2 separate regions of the Arachis hypogaea genome follow, and region 2 is linked to region 1. A link is a contact called in public Hi-C data. All regions are on one chromosome and are shown on one strand. The core of a region is the stretch at or near the end of the contact, and the rest is flanking DNA. Distances in the headings are between cores, read along the strand shown. Region 1 overlaps LOC112796572 (pentatricopeptide repeat-containing protein At4g17616). Region 2 holds the start of LOC112796575 (nifU-like protein 3, chloroplastic).

Region 1 (4,881 bases), core at 1,809-4,308:
TTTATAGGAAATAAAAATAAAAATAAAAATGATCAAAAAGAAAAAGAAAAGTGACACTAGATGGCCCAAACAGCGGGAACTTTTGGGCCCAGATACTATTAGTTTTCTAATCCAACTCTGCTTCCACTTGTTCTCTGTCTCACCCCACCGAAGATCTCGTCACTCCTTCATCTCTCAGCCTTGAGCAATTGAGCCTTCAGGCCTTCACCATCGCTGTTGTCGTTAGTTCTGCAGGTGGCATTTGTCCCTCAGCCATCACAGCCTCACTTTCTTCCTGTATATTTTATTTTATTTTATTTTTGGCAGTATGAGGCTTAGCTGCCTAATTCTAATTGTGTATAATGAGAATAATGGATTATGTAGTTGTTGCTTCTAAAATTGTTATTTATTTAATTGATAATATCTCTTTTATTTTGTAACTTCTTACTCTCTTGGCACTGCAGTCGTGCAGTCGTGTATGCATCAAGCTCATTAGGTACAGGCATCCTGGAATGGTTCTTCCTTTCACAAGATACATTCCATTGCACAACTGTTTGGTCAGAAAGGCTTCAACTTTGCAGAGATTTTTTCCTGGGCATTTCAATCCCATTTTGCAAAAAATTTCCACTTCTAGTAGTAGTGACTGTGAAAGATTACCATGGGAACGTTCTACCCAAGCAATTCTACTAGGGAAGCTCAAAACTGCTTTGAGAAACCATCAGATGCATGAAGGATGGGAATCCTTTCAGGATTTTAGGACACTGTATGGGTACCCTGAGGTTCGGTTGCTAAACCAGCTCATTGTTCAGCTGTCTTATTCATCTAATCATTCTTGGACGAGAAAAGCTTTTGATTTGGTTTTGCAGGTGGTTGAAGAGGAGAATAATTCTGGTTTGGTTCATGTTGATACGTTAACCAAACTTGCACTTTCTTTGGCAAGGTTGCAAATGTCAACCTCTGCAGCGGTGATTCTTAGATTGATGCTGGATAAGGGGTGTGTGCCCCCTATGCATTTGTTGTGCTTGGTCTTCTTGCACCTTGTGAAGACAGAGATTGGAGCATATATTGCATGTAATTATTTGTCTCAGGTTTGTGACTTTTACATTTGCTTGAAGGATAAAAAGGCTCAATCTGCGGATGTGGTTAAGCCAGATGCATCAATCTTTTGCCTTGTTCTTGATGCTTGTGTGAGGTTTAATTTACCCTTGAAGGGCTTGTTGCTGATTGAATTAGTGGCACTAACTGGGACAGTGGTTGATGCACACACTGTTGTAATAGTTTCACAGATTCTAGAGATGAATGGTTTAAGAGATGAAATAAGGGAATTAAAAGATCACATTGATAGTGTGTCAGCTGCTTTCATTCGCCTCTATCGACAATTCTATGATAGTTTGTTGAGCTTGCACTTCAAGTTTAATGACATTGATGCTGCTGCTAAGCTTGTTTTTGATATGAATAGTTCACATAATCGTCATGATCATAAAGAAAATAGGAAAGATCTTAAAAACCCTTGCTCTATTGCAATTGGATCGCGTAACCTTAGGACTGGACTAAAGATACATATTGAGCTTGAGCTGCTGCAGAATGATTCTGTCGTTAAACCTGAAGGTAGACAAGACCTGATCTTTTATAGGGGTCAAAAACTTGTTCTCAGCAACAGAGCACTGGCAAAATTCATTACCGGTTACAAGAAAGATGGGAGGATTAGTGAACTTTCAAAGCTTTTACTTAGCGTTCAAGAGGAACTATATTCAGTAGCAGGATCTCGTTTGTGTTCTGATGCAATTGGTGCTTGCATTCACTTTGGATGGCTTGAATCTGCTCATGACATTTTGGATGATGCAGAGGCTGCTGGATCTCCATTGGACTGGGATACATATATGTTACTCTTGTCAGCATATCGTAGGCGCAGAATGCAAAGAGTAGCAAAGGCACTGCTAAAACAAATGACAAGGGTTCATTTGGATAATGAATTGGCTGATGATACTATCCACGAACACTTTCACTGTGTGGAAACATCAGATTCACTTGGTAAATCGAATTTGGTTGTCACCTTGGTTCAAATATTGAAAGATGAAGATCAGATTTTCCCTTTGGTGTACGAGTTTAATTCTTCCATCCACTTCTTTTGCATGGCTAGAATGATGGAAGATGCACTAAAGGTGTATAGAAGAATGGTTGAAATGAACATTCAGCCCACTATTCAGACTTTTGCTTATCTGCTACGTGGATATTCATCTCTTGGTATGTATCGCGAGATCACAATCTTGTGGGGAGAGATTAAGAGATTCATGAAGGGTTGTGGTTTTCCGGCAAATAGAGATTTATACGAGTTACTACTAATAAACTTTCTTCGCGGTGGATACTTTGAGCGAGTGATGGAAGTCATTGGCCATATGAGAGACCAAAACATGTATGCTGATAAGTTGATGTATAAAGTTGAGTTCTTAAGACTTCACAAAAATCTTTATAAGAGTTTAAAAGCATCAGATGCAAGAACAGAAGCACAACTCAAAAGGCTTGAGCATGTTCAGGAGTTTAGGAAATGGGTGGGTATAGTTTGAGTTTTCCAATATATCCATCTGTCATGGTGTACTTTTTGTGGTATTATTCATTAATCCTATCAATCATCAAATGGATCCATCATTTGATCTTTGCTCATTAATCATAGAATCATAGCTGCTGTTCTTTGCCGAGAAATGCAATTATGTTGCCAGTTGCAACCTTTGTAGATGAAATCATTTTCATGGTTGATGATGTTTGAACTATTATTGCACTACCATTGGGGATTTTCCTTGAGGGTAAAGCTTATATCGAAGGGATTTATGAACACATGCAATAGAACTTTAGTGATTTAATGCATGTAAATTGATTTAATTATGTAACTACATCATGTGGAGTATCAATGAAAAATTTTCAGTGGTCTTTATTTGCTAACCAGAATCCAAAGCTTTTTTTTTTTTTTGGTCAAGTGGATTGGACAGTCCAAATTTTAAGCATTACATCCATGCATTATACACACACACTGCATGGGTACACACTATTAGCATGGTTTTATATTCCTCTAAGAGGATTTGAATCCGGTGCAGCTCTATGTGAAGCAAACAAAGTATCATTTTTTTGGGTCATGAAGACCGAAGTATCTTCAATCCAACCCAACTAAACTACATGAGGAAGCCCATAACATAAAGATAAGTGTATAAGACCCAAAAAAAGGAAAAGAAAATGTATGTGAGAGATTAAGGCCCAAGAAAACGGGCCAAGTTAAGGTGGCCCATGAGCATGAGAAGATGGCAGACGCAACAAACATTCAGTTCCAATGCAAAAATAAAACATTGTTTTTCTTTTGTCATCAGCATTCAAGATTCATCCACCGAGCAAGGAGACAGAGAGAAACAGAGATGGAAGAGCAGAGAGAGAAGCAGGTGATGAGTTCGGAAGCGATGGAGAAAATATCGGAGAGGCTATCGTGTTTGGAGAACCTGTACTTCCCACGCGCCCTCCAATCCTCCGCCACTCTCCCTTCCCAGCGCAAGCAAATCTTCCGCGACCTTCTCTCCAGAGACGTTCCTCTCTTCTTAGGTATCTAATTCTAAACCCTTACTCTTCTCCATCAACGAAGTTCAGCATCAAAGGTGTTGTAATGTCTTGTTATTTATTTATTTTGATTGGACACTTTCTTGCAACTTTAGGTATATATCGAGAGTGAATATAGAAATGAATTCAAAGTTGATTGTGCTTGCTTTTGAGAAAACAATGGAGTTAGGGTTTTCTTGTTAACTTATTACTGTATCCTTAGTAAGGTTATAATCTGTTTTTGTACTAGAACGATATGGTTCTGAGCTTATTAGCGATGAGCTGGGACAGTTTGATTCCATGAAAGACGACTATGAGGTTAATTGGCATCTAAAGAGGCTTAGGAGCATAATGAGCCCAACTTCGGAGGAGTTGAGGATGCGGTCAGTGACTGTGAAGAACCGAAGGCGGGCTTACTTGGATAAATTGGTGTATGATGGGCATTACTTCTCCGAAGACGCCATGAGGGAAAGGGAGCCTTACCTGCACCATGAATATGTTGGGAAGTTTCAGGACCAGAGCAGCAGGGGCATGGCTAGGCCCGGGGAGCGCTGGTCTGAGACTTTAATGAGACGATGTGAGGAAGCTGAGCTGGTTGCCAAGATTAGAGGGGAGCAGCAGAGGATGGGTGTGCCCGAAAGGGATTGGGTCGGTAATGAGGGGTTTCAAGAAGAGGAAGAGGAAGAGGAAGAGGAAGAGGAAGAGGAAGAAGAAGAAGAGGAGGAGGAGGAGGAGAAGGAGCGGAATGAAGAAAGGAAAAAGGATGGAAGCAACACACAGTCTGCTGTGGTACTTTTCTTTAAACTTTCTTAACCTGTTTCAATGCAAGTTTGTTTTGTTTAATTCTATTTTTGGTGTTGTGTCTATCAGGATAATCTTGCAACACCTTGCTTATGATATTGTTAGGTTTTAATTTGTAAGCTTATTATATAGTCTTTATGCTCAGCTTGGTTAAGGAGTTATGTGTTGTATTTGATCTAGAAGCATGAGCATTCTGGTACTTTGGTGACAATGTTTCTTAATGTGTACTTTACTTGTATTTGGATATTCTGCTAAATAACTGTATTTGAATTGGGACACTCATCGTTATTCATGGTCAAGGGTTCAGGACAGTCTTTGTTTGGCTGTTCTCTCTAAATAAGAGAGGGATATGATATGTATTAATGTATGCCTGTGGCAAGCAGCAATCACATATGCATCATATATTTGCATGCCGAGATTTAATTGACCAAGAACAAGAAATTGTGTGGGGCAAAGAAATGGCAAATTAAATGTTATTATGTTAGGATACCATCTAGTTCAACCATGTTCTCCAGCTTCTTCAAG
Region 2 (5,034 bases), core at 1,407-3,906, 87 kb after region 1:
ATAAAAAATGAATTGAGATCAGATATTTGGAAACCACACCTTGTCATTGATATTAACATAGTATCATCGTGCATTATGAACCCCTCAAAAGCTGTATACATTTTACCAATTACCAAATTTTCAGTGTGCTTTGCAACATTATTGCGAGGTTCTTTAACTAGAATCTATATTTATAAATTATTTTCCTTGACCCCATAAAATCATTTCTAATTCTTATTCTGAGAAGTTACATCAATTATCTAGAAGACTTTCTTTAGTTTGGTTGTCTTGAAGTGAACTGTGTTTCATTTTATGTATAAATCAAATGTCATATATGAATTTAAATCTGCATGTTACTCACACAGTCGCACTTGCATAAATCTTATGATGTAGATTGAGAATGCTAACATTAATTCATGTATGATTTTGACACTAATTTTCTTTTCCAAAACAGAAATTTACATGCTCTTTGTATGAATTAGTTCCATTTTGATCTTGTAACAAAAGTTCAAAGTATACAAGAACTTGTATGTTTCTTACATCAGTCTATTAGCTGCACAGCTCCAATAGAAGGTATCTTGTCTCTCAACTTTTGCGTTAGTGCCACGCGAACCGTCATAACTCCGGCCGCCGGTCCACTTAGCCGAACTTTGACAACGTAATCATCGATCTTAACAAGCTCTAATATTCCTCCCCCAGTGCCAACAAGGTATGGCCTAATTTCAGAAAGAACCTGAAAAACAAATAATATCATAGACTAAGTATTTTTCATCATGAAAAACTCTTTAGAACTTGTTAGCCTATGCTCAAACTTGATTTTTTCAATGAGTACGCAAATTCTATAAATGATGCAAGAATTTTAGTTTCATACACTCTCGACATTTTGCTCTGTTAACTCGAGGCCAGTCTCGGCGTCCACAATCTGCTCCACTTCCATGATTTCTGGGATCTTATCACGAAGGCGAGTCTCAATTCCCATCTTTAATGTCATGGCCGAGCTAGGACACGAGCCACATGCTCCTTGAAGCTTGAGGACGACGACAAGGCCATCTATCTCGTGCAAAGCCACATTCCCTCCATCAGCCATCAAGCCAGGTCTAACCTCATCCAAAACCTTCTCCACATTCTCTTCTGTCAATGGCAGCACACAGCTTGGGGATACAACTCTTCCTACAACATTCAATTGTGAATCAACTCAATCAACTATATACTTTTTTTTGCTACACACATTCATCTATTATGGTTTATATGGGTGACAATGATTAGGGTATGGTAGATTATAAGCTCTGTCCTAAGTCCTAGCCCTACTCGCAGGCTTAAACTCCTCAACCTGAACCATTCCCGCACTCTAAATCTTGCAACCCGATTGTACCCGAACCGATCCGCACAACAAATTATCTTCACTCTAGTCTTTCCAGACATTTCATAATATCAAATATCATTTTGAAAAAGTCTAGGACCAGTACTTTTATTTAAATTTGGCCAACACTTAACCAGCAAAAGAAAAGTGAGTAATTCCATACCATTAGATATTAATACGGACTAATTGATGGTTACAAATCACAAAACTTGCTGATCCCCTAGCACTCCTCTATTATTTTATCTATGATTAGCAAATTGAATTATTAGTTTGGTGGTACTAAGTATTTGTGCAAAAGACAAGAATTTAAGTTCAAATTTTTTACTGGCTCATCATATGTATATGTATTTTTATGTACATTCACATTATATATTGAGGGTGCGAGTTGGATGATAGGATATGCTCGATACCTGAAGCCGATCCTACCCATAGATACAGGTTCCACAGCTAGCCCTATTGATTTACAAATGGATAAATCGCTTATCTATAAGCTAATCAAGTAACTAACCCTCTAATAACCCCTAATGGGTCTAGTGTATTAATAAATTTAATCCAATAAATGGTGTTCAAATTGATGAATTAGTTAGAAGAATGCATTGACATGAAAAGAGAGTAGTAGCACCTGCTTTGTTCCGTGGAGAACGGGATGATATAAGTCCAAAATATTGTTTGATGTCCATTTGGTGACCTCTAACAAAACAACTCTCATTTGAAGAAAATCCTCTGCCATTTGAAACTCGATTCTGAAAATAAAATTAAGAATAAAAATAGGTGCAAAATTTTGAGTCACATAAACACAACAAACATAGCAATATAATCCACCTAAGAATTTTGTAAAGATGGCATAATTAGATGAATAAAATTCCTTAATTTCTCAGAAGAAGGAAACAACGTACCTTAAGGAAACAACACGGGTTAGAGAATAATAATAATGTATGATGAGTTGCACAAAGCATTGCAATCAGTAAAAGCTACCATAAGGTTATGGTAACATACAATTGTCTCATCTTGTTTTGAATGGAGTTAAAGGAATTAGTTTAAGTTCTTATGTTTTTGCAGCAGCAGTGGCCTTTGGATGGTTGATACTGGTACACAGCAATTGATTGGTTCAAGTTGATTTTGTTTCTGATGACGCTCCATGATGATAATGAAAAGTGAAATAAAATAAAATAAAATAAAAATGTGGCCAAGTTTTTTCTTTTTGTTGGACTTAAAATATGGCCAAGTTTGTGGACAGAACTCAAACACACGGGTGGTTGTTAAGATTGGATCACCCATGTGCTATGATTCAAACCCAAGTTTTATGCCCAAAAGCATTAAATTCATCTTGCCAAAAATTCAGGGTGCTAAAAAATATGGGGAGGTTTCTATTTTTGTCGAAGTACATTGGACCATAGCTGTTATAATCAGACCGTATCAGGCAGTTTGACTGAAATACCCATGAAGCAGAAATTTAACTGGTTCAGTTAGGTAGTTTGTTTGTAGAGACTGGAACTGAGACGGGAAGACAGAGACTCAATATTATGTTAGTTGAGTTAGAGATTAGTACTTAAATTTCTGTTTTTGGCTTCAAAATTTCAGTATCTCCAAAAAGTAGAGACACTAGAAACAAAAAATTTTCAAGACGAGGACAGAAATTTTAATTATAATTTGTACCTAAATTGCCCCATTCTAATTCAATAATTCCAAAATTACCCTTAATGTAAATTACGGCTTCTTGATCAACCCTCGTGACTCCATCTTCTCATTCTTCCCTCGTGACTCCATCTTCTCATTCTTCTATAGAACAGCCACTGCAATCTCTGAAGCACCGTCTCAAGAACTACCATTGTCTCGTCGCTAGCCTCGCCACCGCTAGGTAAGTGATTTGCCGCTTGCAAGTTCATTTTCGTAACCCCCATCTTCCCATCTCCTCTTTTTCTCCTTCACAGGAAAATCAAAGAATGAAGTTGTCGCCTCTCCCCGGTTGCTATTGACGCCAACCATCAACTCCTCGTCCTAACTGCTTTGACCTAGGTTAGTTTTATACAAAAATGGTTTAATTTATTGATTCCTTTCATCTTTTCCGTCGTGCCCTAATCTGTGGATTTGTTCTTTTCATCTTTTCTATCATGCCCTAATCTATGAAAGTTTCTTTGACGAGAATGAATGCCAAGCTGACTAACCCATTTATTTAAGCTTTATAACAGCATGAGTTTATGATGTTTACTTCCTTTTTTGTCTCGTAAGAACTAGAACTGAACAATCTGGGATCAGTTGCTAAGTTTGGTCAGTTTGATACCAGGGTCAGTGATTAAGTTTGGCCATTTTAATGAGTTTCCATGTCTCTGTTTAGTTTAATACTTGTGGATTAGTGCATCTTCAAACCACAATAGGTGCGTCTTTATATCAGTATTTTGGTTTATATATTAGAGCTATTGTTAGTTAGGCTACAATTCTTTACATATCTATTTGAGTGGAAGAATGTTTGTTCTCTAAACTGATAAGTAAAATTGTTGAATGTACATGATATCATATAAATATGTTTGATATGGCTTAGGTGATAATGACGGCACAGTTATTTGTGTCAAGTGTGAACCATTTCATATTTAAATTACTAAATCTTTTTTTTTTACCTTTTGGAAGACTTTGATTTGCTTAAAGTACCTGAAAAAGTCACTTTCAGCTTATGAAATAAGAGAGAGAAATTGATATTATCATTTTTATTGTGTTTCTATTGTATTTTCTGTTTTGATTTCCAATTGAAACTTAATTAAAATTGAAAAGTAAATAGAGTTGCATGTCTTTTGATTCCAATTTTTTATTCTTGTTTTTGGTTCTAAGAAGATATAGCAGATTTTGCATTTTGAAGTGTTAGATTTATTTTAATGTTTATGCGTTTTTTTATATAATGACTTTGCTAGGAAGAAATGGAGCAGTTGAAAATTATTAAGCAATGGCTCCTAGCCTATAGATCAGAATTCTCTTTTCAAACAAGTTTAATAATGGTAAGACATGCAACTAATAACACGGATTTGTCATGATCATGTTAATGAAATTTCTAATAATTCTTTGTCATTATCTGTCCCATTCAGAACTTGGGATCATAAAAAAGAATAATTATTTACCAAGTGAAAGAATTATTTGTCCCATACGAAATCCCTATCCTAAAACAACGTTCTTCAATAATAAAATGCACGTTACATGCGAATTTGACTAAAAATAAGTTTATACACATACTGAAACATGTTTTCAAACTAATTTACACAATTTATCATTTGCTTGTTTCAATTCAAAGGTTAAACTACAACTTAAACAACAATATTATGACCAGTACAATACAGACTATAGAAACAACAAGTCGAAGGAACGCTAACAATTTCAGAAACATAACATTAGTATGCAGATTTTTATCTCGTTCAATCGACTTCAAATTGGAATTCAGTTGACAAGAGCGATCATCTCCAACTTCAGAATGTTGGATACTTGGATCTGCCCATTTAAACCATCCACATCGTTTTACAGGACAGACATAATACTTTCTACCCGGGTTGGCAATGCTATTTGAGACTTGTAACGGAGCTCTTAAACCACACTCACAAAAATATTCGCCCGTTACATTGTCGCTGCCATATGAACCACTTATAGATCTTCTACTTGTGGAAGCCATTGTTAACTAGGCTGCTATACATTTAAGAGTAAGCAAAAATCAAAAC

Evidence for each region. Hi-C and Micro-C count contacts between places; a contact is called where the count stands out from the background.
Region 2: a Hi-C map of an unstated tissue shows a contact between it and region 1, with 5 times the contacts expected there. The contact joins the promoter of LOC112796575 here to the enhancer-like site in region 1. A contact is called at or near these places in 6 of 8 Hi-C or Micro-C datasets (leaf and an unstated tissue).

Annotation. Positions count from the first base shown.
Region 1 is chr4:28,168,668-28,173,548 of arahy.Tifrunner.gnm2.J5K5, forward strand. LOC112796572 (pentatricopeptide repeat-containing protein At4g17616) reads left to right here. Exons shown (of 6, transcript XM_025839087.3): 3 at 444-2,528; 4 at 3,336-3,561; 5 at 3,806-4,344. The coding sequence starts at 492. Among protein-coding and RNA genes, the nearest start is that of LOC112796572, 6.9 kb to the left of the region's middle. Within about 2 kb of position 3,059, at least 3 of the 3 cell types and tissues checked have open chromatin away from gene starts, as enhancers often do.
Region 2 is chr4:28,256,159-28,261,192 of arahy.Tifrunner.gnm2.J5K5, forward strand. It overlaps LOC112796575 (nifU-like protein 3, chloroplastic), which reads right to left and starts at 2,657. Exons shown (of 4, transcript XM_025839101.3): 1 at 2,236-2,657; 2 at 1,962-2,082; 3 at 851-1,149; 4 at 351-712. The coding sequence starts at 2,295. The coding sequence ends at 521.